2 separate regions of the Sus scrofa genome follow, and region 1 is linked to region 2. Evidence: chromatin contacts called from public HiChIP or PLAC-seq data. All regions are on one chromosome and are shown on one strand. Each heading gives the region's core, a stretch centred on a gene start, on an enhancer-like site or on the middle of the called end of the contact. The rest is flanking DNA. Distances are from core to core; before and after follow the strand shown. Region 1 overlaps LOC110259878 (a long non-coding RNA gene). Region 2 holds the start of QKI (QKI, KH domain containing RNA binding).

What was found. HiChIP or PLAC-seq counts read pairs in DNA pulled down with a chosen protein or histone mark.
Region 1: a contact with region 2 is called in an H3K27ac HiChIP or PLAC-seq map of skeletal muscle. The contact joins the enhancer-like site here to the promoter of QKI in region 2. A contact is called at or near these places in 1 of 5 promoter capture datasets (liver), 14 of 47 Hi-C or Micro-C datasets (alveolar macrophages, brain, fetal heart ventricle and 7 more) and 2 of 2 datasets of contacts at active chromatin or transcription factors (alveolar macrophages and skeletal muscle).

What each region holds. Positions count from the first base shown.
Region 1 is chr1:4,945,719-4,951,334 of Sscrofa11.1, reverse strand. It overlaps LOC110259878 (a long non-coding RNA gene), which reads right to left. Exons shown (of 2, transcript XR_002342280.1): 1 at 3,798-5,616; 2 at 1,061-1,645. Among named protein-coding and RNA genes, the nearest start is that of QKI, 65 kb to the right of the region's middle. Within about 2 kb of position 2,629, at least 27 of the 83 cell types and tissues checked have an H3K27ac peak or open chromatin away from gene starts, as enhancers often do. A contact at or near this core is called in alveolar macrophages, fetal skeletal muscle, liver and 3 more, where this site is marked.
Region 2 is chr1:4,881,617-4,887,270 of Sscrofa11.1, reverse strand. It overlaps QKI (QKI, KH domain containing RNA binding), which reads left to right and starts at 4,030. Exons shown (of 8, transcript NM_001007195.1): 1 at 4,030-4,171. The coding sequence starts at 4,030.

The DNA.
Region 1 (5,616 bases), core at 1,380-3,879, 65 kb before region 2:
GAAGCCCATCTTGGTGCTGTAGATGCCGTGTACACGAAGAACAGGCAAAGTGATCCACTGTGGGAGAAGCGGAAACTGTGGTCAGCTCTGGCCACGCCGGGATTAACTGGGAAGGGCCTGCAGGAACTTTGCGGGTGATGGGAATTTTCTGTATCTTGATGGAGGTTTGGGTTATACGAGTGTATGAATTCGTCAAAAGATGAGCAAATTTACACATAAAGTCTGTGTGTTTCTCTGTAAACTGCTTCTCTTTGCGGAACAAAAACAAAAACCCTGTAGCATGCTGGAGAGAAAGGGCTATGGTCCTTCCTGGAAAAGTTCTGGGAGGGAGACGGGGATCCAGCCACGTCCTGCAACACCGCAGTGTGGGGCGTGGACCGTCACGAGGCCCAGGTCTGGTGGGAAAACATTAGTGGACTCAGTGTCGGAACCCAAGGGCGGGACTTCTTAGAACTGAGAATCTTGAGACTGGTGAGGTCTCCAAAGGGCCCTGATGCGGGTGGCACTGCAGGCCCTGCCACACTTCCTCTCCCAGTGCCAGCTGTCACCAGAAAAGAGAGCGTTCATGTCTCAACTATCAGAAACCTTCAACTAGCATAAACCTCAGGGCTGCCAGGAGCATTCACAATCACCAAGTGTCACTTCGCACCCAATGCAGGACACCCCCCCTCAAGGCACCATCCCCATGCCCGGCAAGGCCTGCCCTGGGTGCACCAGATGTTCCATGTCTTCTGCTGGGGGGCACTTAGAAGTGCCTTCAATGCTTTCTATCCAAAAATGCTTAGCTTGACCTCGTCAGAGGCTCTACAGCCCCACTTTACAGGCAACACAGGGGACAGAAGGACGAACTAAACAATGTCACAAAGAAGCAATGGGACAAATCCAGGAGGTGAGGTGTCGCACAGTGTAATTGGCCCAAAATAAGTTGATACCCTAAAAAAAGGACAGTTATGAATTAAAGAGACTTAAGGAACATGACCACCTGTGAAAACGAATGGCCATGGATTTGTTATTGATTTGCACAAAATTACGGTAAATAACACACATTTTGAACATAGACTATTGATGAGAAGAAATTTAGTGAAGTAGAAAGGTAGAGATCATTGAATAAAGATATGAAACAATACACTCATTTTGTCTAATTTTAAGATTTTTTTTTTCGGGCCTCTAAGATATTCACAGCCAGGATCACTCAGTGATAAAAGGGTTTCTTCTTCTTTTGTGCTTGCTTCTATTTTCTAGATTTGCACCATGCATATGTACCACTCCATCTATTGTGGGTTGAATTGTGTTCCCCCCCAAAATTCACTGTGACTTTATTGGGAAATAGGGTCCTTGCCCATGTAATCAGTTAAGATGAGTCATCCTGGAGTAGCCTGGCCCTGAGCCGGTATCCCTGCTGTCCTCATAAAAAGGGGAAATGTGAACACACGCGGAGCATGCCAGCTCCGATGAAGGCGGAGATTGAAGCCGTCATCTCACAAGCCAGGGGGGGACTGGGAGAGCGCGGCCTCAGCGGGAAGCAGCGCAGCCCGCACCGTGTCTCCAACTTCTGCGCGCAGCACCCCGAGAAAGCAAATTGTGTTGTTTAAGCACCCCGGTCGTGGTACTTCAGTGCTGCAGCCAAAGGGAGGTGATGCAACATCTATAATAAGAAGAAAGGACTTAAACGCAGAAGTTAAAATAGCAAAGCCTGGGGCCCGGGTGGGGGGCGCCCGCCCTCACCGGTTCAGGAGCTTCTATTTCAAGGGCAAGAGGTTCCATTTTATAAACAGCTTGGACCAGAACTTTCTTCGTTACACTGCCTGCCCGGCCTTCCTGTCCGGGGAGCTCATGAGTCAGGCTCCTCTTGAGTCACCTCTGCTCCCCAGCAGCGCGGGGAAGAGGCTGCGCTCCCGGGAGCCTCCGGCAGCGGCCCTCACTGCTCCCCGAGGCCCGCCGCTGAGCCAGCGTGGTCCCGGTGCCCTCAAAGAGCCGCCGAGGCTATTCTTATAATGAAGCGCCTCATCCTCCCGTTACGTGGCCCAGAGGCCCGGCCAGAAACCTGAGCCGTCGGGGCCAGGAGATCAAAATAACTTCCAAGAATAACCCGGGCCGCGCTGCTCCCCGGGCGCCCCGCGGAAGCCCCGGCCGCCCCCGCTTCCTCCCGCGCTCCCCAGGAACGGGCCTATCATGTCCCACACGCTGAAATTCAATAAACTGGAACAATCGGAGGAAGTGTGGAGCTTTCTCCGCACCGGGACCCTGCTTATCAAAGTGACAAGATTGATTCAGTTGCTACAAACGTCCGAAGACTTCCTTTCCCAAAAGAAAGGCCGGGAGGAAGGTCATGTCCTTCGGCCACCTCCCCCGAGCCAGGCGCTGCATCTGCTTCTCTTCAAGCTGGTCCGGCAGGCGGCCCCCTTCCCAGCTCCTCTGTGCGTCCCTCCAGGGGGCGGGTGAAGGCAGCGGCCCTGTCACCTGCCTGGGAAGCGGCAGGGGAGGGAGGCACGTGGAGGGGAGACCCCAGCGAGAGAGGAAAGGGGCGGGGAGAAGAGGCAAAGGAGGGGGAGGCAAGGGCCCCTCCCCAGTGCCCGTGGTACCACCCTCTGCAGGGACCAGGCCCTCCAGCCAGGGCCCCCACCTGGGCTCCCCGCCTCCTCCGCTGCCCACCGAAGCCAGCACAGGCCCTCCCCTCCCTCCCCCGTGCCAGCCCTCAGAGTAGAGCACATTCTGAGCTAACTGTGTCGCTCCGAGTCCCGTCCCTGTCCCAGTCCTTGTCTGGGCTGCTCCCCTCAGGGAGTGACTGTCCCGTCCTTTTACAGGTGGTCAGGCAGAGCCTTCCCCCGACCTTGCTGAAGCCCCCAGCCCCTCTGCCCTGCACCCTGCGCCCTTCCCCTTGGAGGTGGCTAAGCTCACACCCCCTGCACTTCCCACAGAGCCCAGGTGAGCAGGGGGCACTGCCCAGCGGGCACTGAGGAAAGCTGCAGCCCGACCAGAAGCAGCATTGTGACATTAGAGCAGGTGTCCTCGGGTCTACCTCGGGGCCCCAGGGCCCTGCAGCCTCACCACAGGCCGCAGTCAGAGAAGCAGCCGCTGGACTGAAAGCCAGGCTCCCCCCTACCCGCCCCAGTCTGAGCCAGGACAGCACGACCGTGGGTCCCTCTGAAAAGAGGGGACGCATCAGAGTTTGGCCACCGCCGCTGGCGGAGGAAGAGGCTGCTCCAGGGGTAGATGGAGCTTCATAAACCTGAGACAGCCGGAAACAGCGCCTCCACCTGCACGACCCTGGGCCTCAGAGTCAGACTGTTTTTGAACAAAATGTGTCAAAGGGATGAGATCTTTTTCAAGAGCTACATGGACCCTCTCTTGACCGTCTCTGCTCTGGGAGGACGCCCTGACTTTCCTGCTCCCAGAAAGCCAAGAACCAGGCCCCAGACAAGGAGGACAAATAACTGCCTGAATGGGCTGCCTCATTTGTGTCCTTGGGAGACAAAGGGATAATCCAGGCCTAATTTAGACACAACTTCAGAATCCTTCTGAACACGACTGACCAGCCAGGGTTGCCTGTAAGCTGAAGCCTGCTTGCCCGGCAGGCTCCTGGTGAGAGGGACCCTCTGGTGCCCACCCACCAGCTGGCTGGGTCCTCTCGCAGGCACGCTCAGCGCCGTGGCCTGGACCCCTGCTTGCTCAGTACTCAGTTTCTCGAACTCTCTCTCCCACGGTCTGGCCGTGCAGAGCGCTGGGCTGGACCGTGGGATCCACACACTCCAGTCAGCAGCCTCCTCCAAACAGGCCGCCGCGAATGTCCACGGTACCTGGGTTACACGGAGCCGTGTCAGTCTGTCAGTCAGTGAGTCAGTCTACATCCTCTGAGCGCCTTCTAGAGAGATCCTGAACCCTGGCAGGGGAGGGGAGGCAGATCCTTTTCTTCAGCTAATGAAAACTACGACTTCCTGTCAGATGCATCGGCTACAAAAATAGAGGAAATGCAATGAAAACTCCTCCAGAAACAGTGTGTGTGCGGTATCACATGACACGCCGAGTGAACCAGTCAGGGCTGGTGGAGGCCATGCTCGGTCACACCTGAGGCTCCAGTGCCCCCCCAAACACATGCACTTCCCACTCTGCTTCTGTCCTATCAGTGGCCTGTGGTCCCCAAAGGGCCCGGGACTGGATGAAGAGGGCCGGCCGCCTCTGGCCTCCCCCACCCGTGAAAACGCCCTGTCCCCCAGTTTCCCACCATCTTGCCCTCGGCCCCATGGGTCTGAGAGTCGCTGGCCAGCGCCTAAACCAGTCACTGGCCATGGAGGGGAAAGAGGCCTCCGGGACCGGCTCAACCCCCAGGGGGCTTAAAGGGACAAAGGAATCGAGAAACCCCTGCTGGGAGGCCTCAACCTCGCCATCTGCCTGTGCACACAAGCTGCCCACGATTTCAGGGACCTCATGGACCCTTCTAGTCCCTCCAAAGACCACACACTAAGGTTCCTCCAGGGCCCACGGGCCAGACACCATGTCACCACGAGGTAGACACCCACGGTTCTCCCCTGGACAGGCACGGATCCTGCTGGGAGGGGACCCACAGGACCGGCCCTACGACGACGACCACAGGCGGCGTGAAAACAGCTGCTCCGGAGGCCAGAGGGAGGGAGGCGGCCTGGGCCACGTGGGGGAGCGGAGTGGATGTAAGAATGGACGGGGGTGCAGGCTGAGGCCAGGCAGGGAAGGCGTGGCCAGCAGGCATTCCAGACCCAGAAAAAGCCCGGCGAGTTCACATGACGGAGGGTTTGCAGCTGTGGTTACGGCTCAGCCACTGCGGGCCCACTGCTCTATTTGTACGGAGTCCCTTTTGATGACAGCGTGAGTTCTGAGAACAAAGCGCCCAGCTCGGGCTGTGTAACTGGAGCCCAGAGACAGAAATAGCTCCTCTTCACATGCACACGTAGGGCCTGATCTGAGGCTTTGACAAAGTGTTTTTGTCATTTATAAAACTCGGAGGGTTCCTCAAAAACTACAGAACCGGTGAATGACCAAACATTTCTGTTTGGTTGGTGCCATCATGTATAATATTCTTTTAGTTATCTGCTACTTTCGTAAGTGACTTTTGAAGCTGTTTTCACATCTAATAGAGAATGATTTCCCAAATTAAATGTCAGAGTGCTTATAATAATATGAAAGAGCGTCAGGGAACCAAACTCCAACCTTAAGAAGTAAAGTTTTCTTTAGAGAGACGTTTTCAGGTGTGTTGTCAACGGTATTTCTCAACTGAGCCAGGAAATGCCCCTCAGAGCTTGTTTGTGCCTTTACTGGGAGTCCCTGAATTGGATTTTATACCTAATATTGGTCACTCCATAAAATGAATCACGAGGAGTTATTGCTTCATAATAGAGTTATTTTACCATATTTATTAATAAAATAATACACATATAATTATATCCAAAACCCTCTACCAATATAAATGAATTGCATTTCTTCACAGCATCCTTTCATCTGTATCCATATATATTTATATATGATTTTTTTCAATACTTCTAGTTACTTCAATACATTGTATCCTACTGGACATCATTTTATATGTACTCCATTTTGTATACCCTCTGCTATTTTTAATCACCATATAATATCTCATAGAGCTAC
Region 2 (5,654 bases), core at 2,781-5,280:
TGTATCTCAAGAATTTTTGTGCTTCTCCCTGCGCTTGTCATTTGCTGGGTAATTAAAGGTGTAATATATATCTAAAATGCTTGAGGCAGGGCTTGAGAGAGAAAAGAGAGAGATATTGTGGATACCTGAAGAAGGTGAGGGGGCCTCACCCTCCACAGATCCAGTTCTGCCCTGACTGGGACCAGCCACTTTCACTCTCAAGCATCGGCTATCTTCCTTCAGAACTCTGGCTATTCGCATCCACCTCAAATGTTTGCTGATGGATTAAAATACAGAAGTAAAGGTTTTGTACAGTTCCTAGAGCATAACAAACACTTAATACTTTTTTGGGAAGATATATTTAATGTGCCTACATGTGCTATGCACTCTTCCAAGTGCTGGGAGTTCCAAATAGAACAAAATAAAGTCCTTGCTCTCCTGGAGCTTACACTGTAGGGGGGGAAGGCAGACAAACAAATATATCCATAGATAGAACATGTCAGGTGGAAATAAATGCTATGAAAAGTAGTAAGGGGGGGTAAGCAGATAGAATATAGAAAGTGTGTCTACATAATGCATATGCTATTTTATATAGGGTGGTTGGTTAGTGAAGCCTTCTTTGATAAAACCTGAGAAAGAGTGGGAGGAGCTTGCAGATGCGTGGGGAAAATCCTTCAAGGAAAGAAAACACCAAAGCAAGGCTTGCTTGGCCTAATTTAGAATCAGGAGGGATCTGGAGGGGGGTGGGCTGCAGGCAGAGCCCAACATGTCACCGAGGCAGCAGGGGACCAGAGCACCTGGGGCCTCACAGGCCCCAGTAAGATCTTTGCTTTTCATCTGAGGGGGGAGACCACTGAAGAACTGTGAACAGAGCAGTGGTCCATGTATATTTGAAAAGGTAAAACGTGGTAGCTATTATCAAGTGTTGTAACCAGAAGGGATTTAATACACGGGAAATTGATACTGCCTACCACTCTTCTTTTCCCCTGATCTGGTTCACTGAGATTTTAGGAACAGGTCAGCCATATAAAATTGCAGTTTCTATGAGTCAAAAATTGTCGAATATCATCAAAAGTCTCAATCCCATTGGATAGGGTTAGTAGCAGGGCATAGCACATGGGCTTTAGAAGAAAATATAGGTGGACTTGAATCCCAGTCCCAGGACTCATGAGCTACAGACTTGGACAAGTTACTTAACCTTTTTCTCCTTGAGTTTCCCCTTATATAAAATGGAGATAATAGCATAATCGAAGCCGCAAAGTTGAAAGAGAAATTAAAGGAGATACACAGGTAGAACATTTAGCACAGGGCCTAGGAGCTTAATAAATAAGTGAAAAGACCAAGGAGGAGAGTGAACGTGTTACATTACAGAATCAAATGAGTAACTTAGTACCAAAACCACTTATTTTCCCAGGTACTCAAGAAGCATACCTTAATTAGTTTTCAAAGAAACAACAGATTTTTGTTCAAATTACTATTCCCTGCATTTATAAAATTCATCCTTCGATAGATATTAAGTAGGTGAATATATTACAATTTTACTAAGTGATGGATGTTAGTGAACTTAAACTATTTGAGAATTAAATGTTTTTAACTTTGTCTAGCAAAGCAATTCTATTTCCTTTATTAAAGTAGCTTAATTTTAAAAGTACTCTATGGTTTTTAAACGAACAGGCCAGAAGCTACTTGCCACTCAAGAATATTTGAAATTCATTTAGTAGTTTCAATACAACTCAAACAGTGTTCCTCAGAATCTGAAGCAAAACTACCAAAAACCCCAAAAAGCCAACTTAAGTTCTTACAGGTAAAACACTGTAGACATGAGATAGCTATTTCAGCTATGTGCCACTCATGGAATGGTCAGTTTGATATTAAATAATTTTGTCTCTATTATTAGTTGAACGTGTTATAAAGGGCTTGGAATAAAATGCAGATGCAGATTTGGTGGCTGACAAAATTCAGCAGTTTTCTGAACCGTAATTGCATTGTTGAGGTTCAGAAAATTCTTGCCCAAACAATATTTGAAATCTATTTTGATGCATGAAAAGACTCTTGCTCAACGTATGATTTCTTTTTCAACTTTGCAAATATGAGTGTTGACTTTCGCTTTTCCCACTAGGTACACGCTCCTTATTTCGCTTCTCCAACTAGGTACACGCTCCTTATTTCGCTTCTTTATTGCGGCTGCCTTTTATTACTGGATACTGATGCCATCACGAAGCGCTGATGCCATCACATCGCAAACAGCGTTCACGTTCTGCTCCCGACTCGGTCCAGCCGGTGCGCCCTCCTCACTGCAGCTGCTCTCAGAAGAGCGGGATGTCGCAACAGAGCGGACCCCAACCCCAGAGCGCGACCGCCGCTCCCACCCCCGCGGCCACCGCGACGGCGACGTCGTCGGGGCTGCAAGAGGAGCCCAAGCGGGACCCGCCGCTCCTCAGGCTCCATCCCGCCGTGTGGCTCCAGAGGCCGGAGGAGACCGGGGGGACATGAGGGTCGTCGTGCGGTCCCACCAACCACACAACCACAGTCCGAGCCCATCGTGAACACGTCCTGCGCAGGAGGACTCGGGGCAACACAATCGTTACAGCGTGGGGCAGGGAGCGAAGACCCCTCTACTTCCCCACCACCACCAAGGGTCCGACGGCCCGGCCGCTGCGCACAGGGCTCTCCGCACCAACACTCGGGGATCGGCCCCATCCTCGCTCTCCCCCTTCCCGCCGGCGCGCCCCCTCCCCCGCCCGCCCCACGCAGGCGCGCGGCAGGCCCCGCACCTCCCCCTTCGCTCGCGGGGCCCCAGCGGGGGCGGGGCGACCCTCGGAAGGGGCGTGGCCGCCGGCCTCGACGCACGCACGCGCTCTCGGACCTTACGGCTACGTGTCGGGCCACGTGACGCCCACCCCGAAAGTCCCCCGTGAAGCAACAGGACGTTAAAAAAAATTTTTTTTCGGGGTGGCGGGGAGGGTGGTTGGGAGGCTTTTAAAGAACCATAATAACGGGGGAGAGGATGGGGCCGTGCGGCGGCGAGCGCAGCCCTGGCGCGCCGTAGCCCGTCCCGCTGGAAATCCCTCTCACCAAACGCCACAGCCCGACCGCGCCCGCCAGACGAGCCGGCCGGCAGCGGGGAGCGCGAGGCGACGCGGCCCGCGCCCCCGCCCCAGTCGAAAGCACAGCCACCCGGCGCCCTCCCCCGTCCGTCGGCCCCGCAGCGGCCCCTCCCTCCGCTCCTGCTCGCCCGGGGCGCCCACCCCGGCGCCCAGGCCGGCTCGCCCCGCGCCGCCTCCGTCACGCTGCCCGCCGCCGGCCCTTCAGGCCGCCCACCCCGCCGGAGGGCGACGGCTCGGCGGCGGCGGCGCCTGGGCCGGGGGCTGCGGGGGGCGGCGGCGGCGGGAGGAGGAGCGCGCCGGCCGGGCCCCGCTAACGGCCGCCCTGCGCGGCCCCGCCCGCCGCCCGCCCCCGGCCCTCCCCGCGCCGCCGCCCCTCCCCCCGCGCCGCCGCCGCCGCCGCCGCTGGCAGCGCCGCCTGAACTGAGGCGAACTCCGCCGCCAAGTGAGTGAGGAGGAGGAGGAGGCGAGGAGGAGGAGGAAGAGGAGGAGCGGAGTCAGAGCGCGGCGGCAGCGGCAGAGGCGGCCGCGGCGGGGACCAGCCCAGAGAGACCCCGAGCCCGCGGCAGAGGCGGCGGCGGCGGCTGAGCGGGCGCGACCAGCCGAGCGAGCGGCGGCGGCCCGGCTCCTCCTCGTCCGGCGCCGAGCGGCCCGCGCCCGCACTCGGCCCGCGGAGACCCGCCTCCCGCCCGCCGGCCTCGTGAGGGACGCGCCGAGCCGGCGGCCGAGGAGCGGCGGCGGGCCGGGAGCGCGTCGGGCCGCGGGCGGAAAGTGCCTGCGGGGGCGGGGAGAGCGCGGCGAGCGCGCGGTCCGGCCGCCCCGGCGCCCGGCGCGGGAGCGGAGCGGAGCGGGACGCCGAGTCCCGAGCGGCCGGCGGCCGGGGCTCCCCGCCCCTCCCTCCTCTCCGGCGGCGGCGGCGGGCGGAGTGAGCTGCGGAGCCTGGAATATGGTCGGGGAAATGGAAACGAAGGAGAAGCCGAAGCCCACCCCAGATTACCTGATGCAGCTGATGAACGACAAGAAGCTCATGAGCAGCCTGCCCAACTTCTGCGGGATCTTCAACCACCTCGAGCGGCTGCTGGACGAAGGTGAGTCGCCTCGCCGGCCCCTCGGGCCCGCGCCCGGGCGGCGGCCCCTCTTCCCGGGACCCGACGCCCGCCGGAGTGGGGAGGGCGGGAAGGTCGCGGCCGGCGGGGACCGTGCGCCCGGGGACGGAGAGGCCCGGGCGGGGCGCACGGAGGCGGCGCCGAGGCCGGGCTCGCGGGGCGCGCCGGGGCCGGGGCGCGGGCGGGACCTGCGGGCGGGACGCCCCCCCCCCCCGGCCCCTGGGCCCCGGGTCCCGGCCCCCGCGCCCCGCCCGGGCCGGCCTGGGCGCCGGCGTCGGAGCGCTGGGGGAGCCTGCAGGCCGGCCCTGCTGCGCCCCGGCTCCCGGCCGCGCCTGCGAGCACCGCGACGGCCCGCAGCCTCGCGGGCCTCCGGGGGAGCGGCCCGGCCTGCCCGCCCCGCGCCCCGCGGGCGCCTGAAGGACACCGGCTCGGGGCCGCTCCCGAGGGGCCTTCCCGCGGGTCGCCGGCGCTTCCCCCACTGGGAGATGCCGTGGGGCTTTGGGTTTTTCGAAGTTTGCGTGGCTTGTGAGTACTCGAGGGGAGTAGCGTGGGCTCGCTAATTGAGAGGGGTTCCACAGCCGACCGAGAGTAACGCCGCTTCAGCCCGGGGCGAGGACCGAATGACAGCGGAAAGCACTTTTTGTCCTTTTGTTTGGGGAAGCGAGAACTGTTGGGGAGTTTAACTTCACTTCGGGGGGGGGTGTGAACGCGAAATACCGCGAGGACAAGTGTAAACGTAATCCCGAGTTTCAAAGAACTTCGGCGGAGAGCTTCTCCCGAGGACGCCGTTGCCTTAGTTTGCAAGACAGGAAATCAAGACGTTTGAAAGGGCGACGATAAAAACGAGTAAAAGTTTGCCAAAACGCTGTGTTGGTGGAGAGCTGTGAGGAGCGACGAATGTCGAGAAGATTAATTTTGACCCACTCTGGAATTACTTTAACAAGGTCTTGTAGCAGTGACCCGGAGTGTTAATTTCTGGTCGCTGTGCACGTCTGTGGACGCCGAGGGAAAAATATGACCAACAAAAATGTCTGTTTTGAAAGTCGAGTAGCAAGGAGTTTCTCTTTTCTGTGTAGAAGCATCCCCGGAGGACTGTTAAACGAAAACGGAAAAGTATATTTTATACAATGAACAATGGATTCCAGATTTTTCACAAGAATTTTGAGGAATTTTAACCATATAGAGCTGGAGAAAAAGGAATCTGAACATTAGAGAGTTGGGATGTCGCGAAAGAACAAAAGACCGGAAATGTCTCCGTGATAAAAGGTGGTTAAAGAAGAATCCCTGGAGCTTTTCTTGTTTTGAAAGTCACAGAAACAACTTAAAAGTACAGAACTGTTAGATTTTGTACTTTTTTGTACGAACCAAACTCGTACTGCGAACACATTTTTTTGCTTACGTGTGTTAAGTATACAGCTGTGGCCCATCTTGAAATGAGCTTTTTCCTAGTTGAAACAGCAAATTT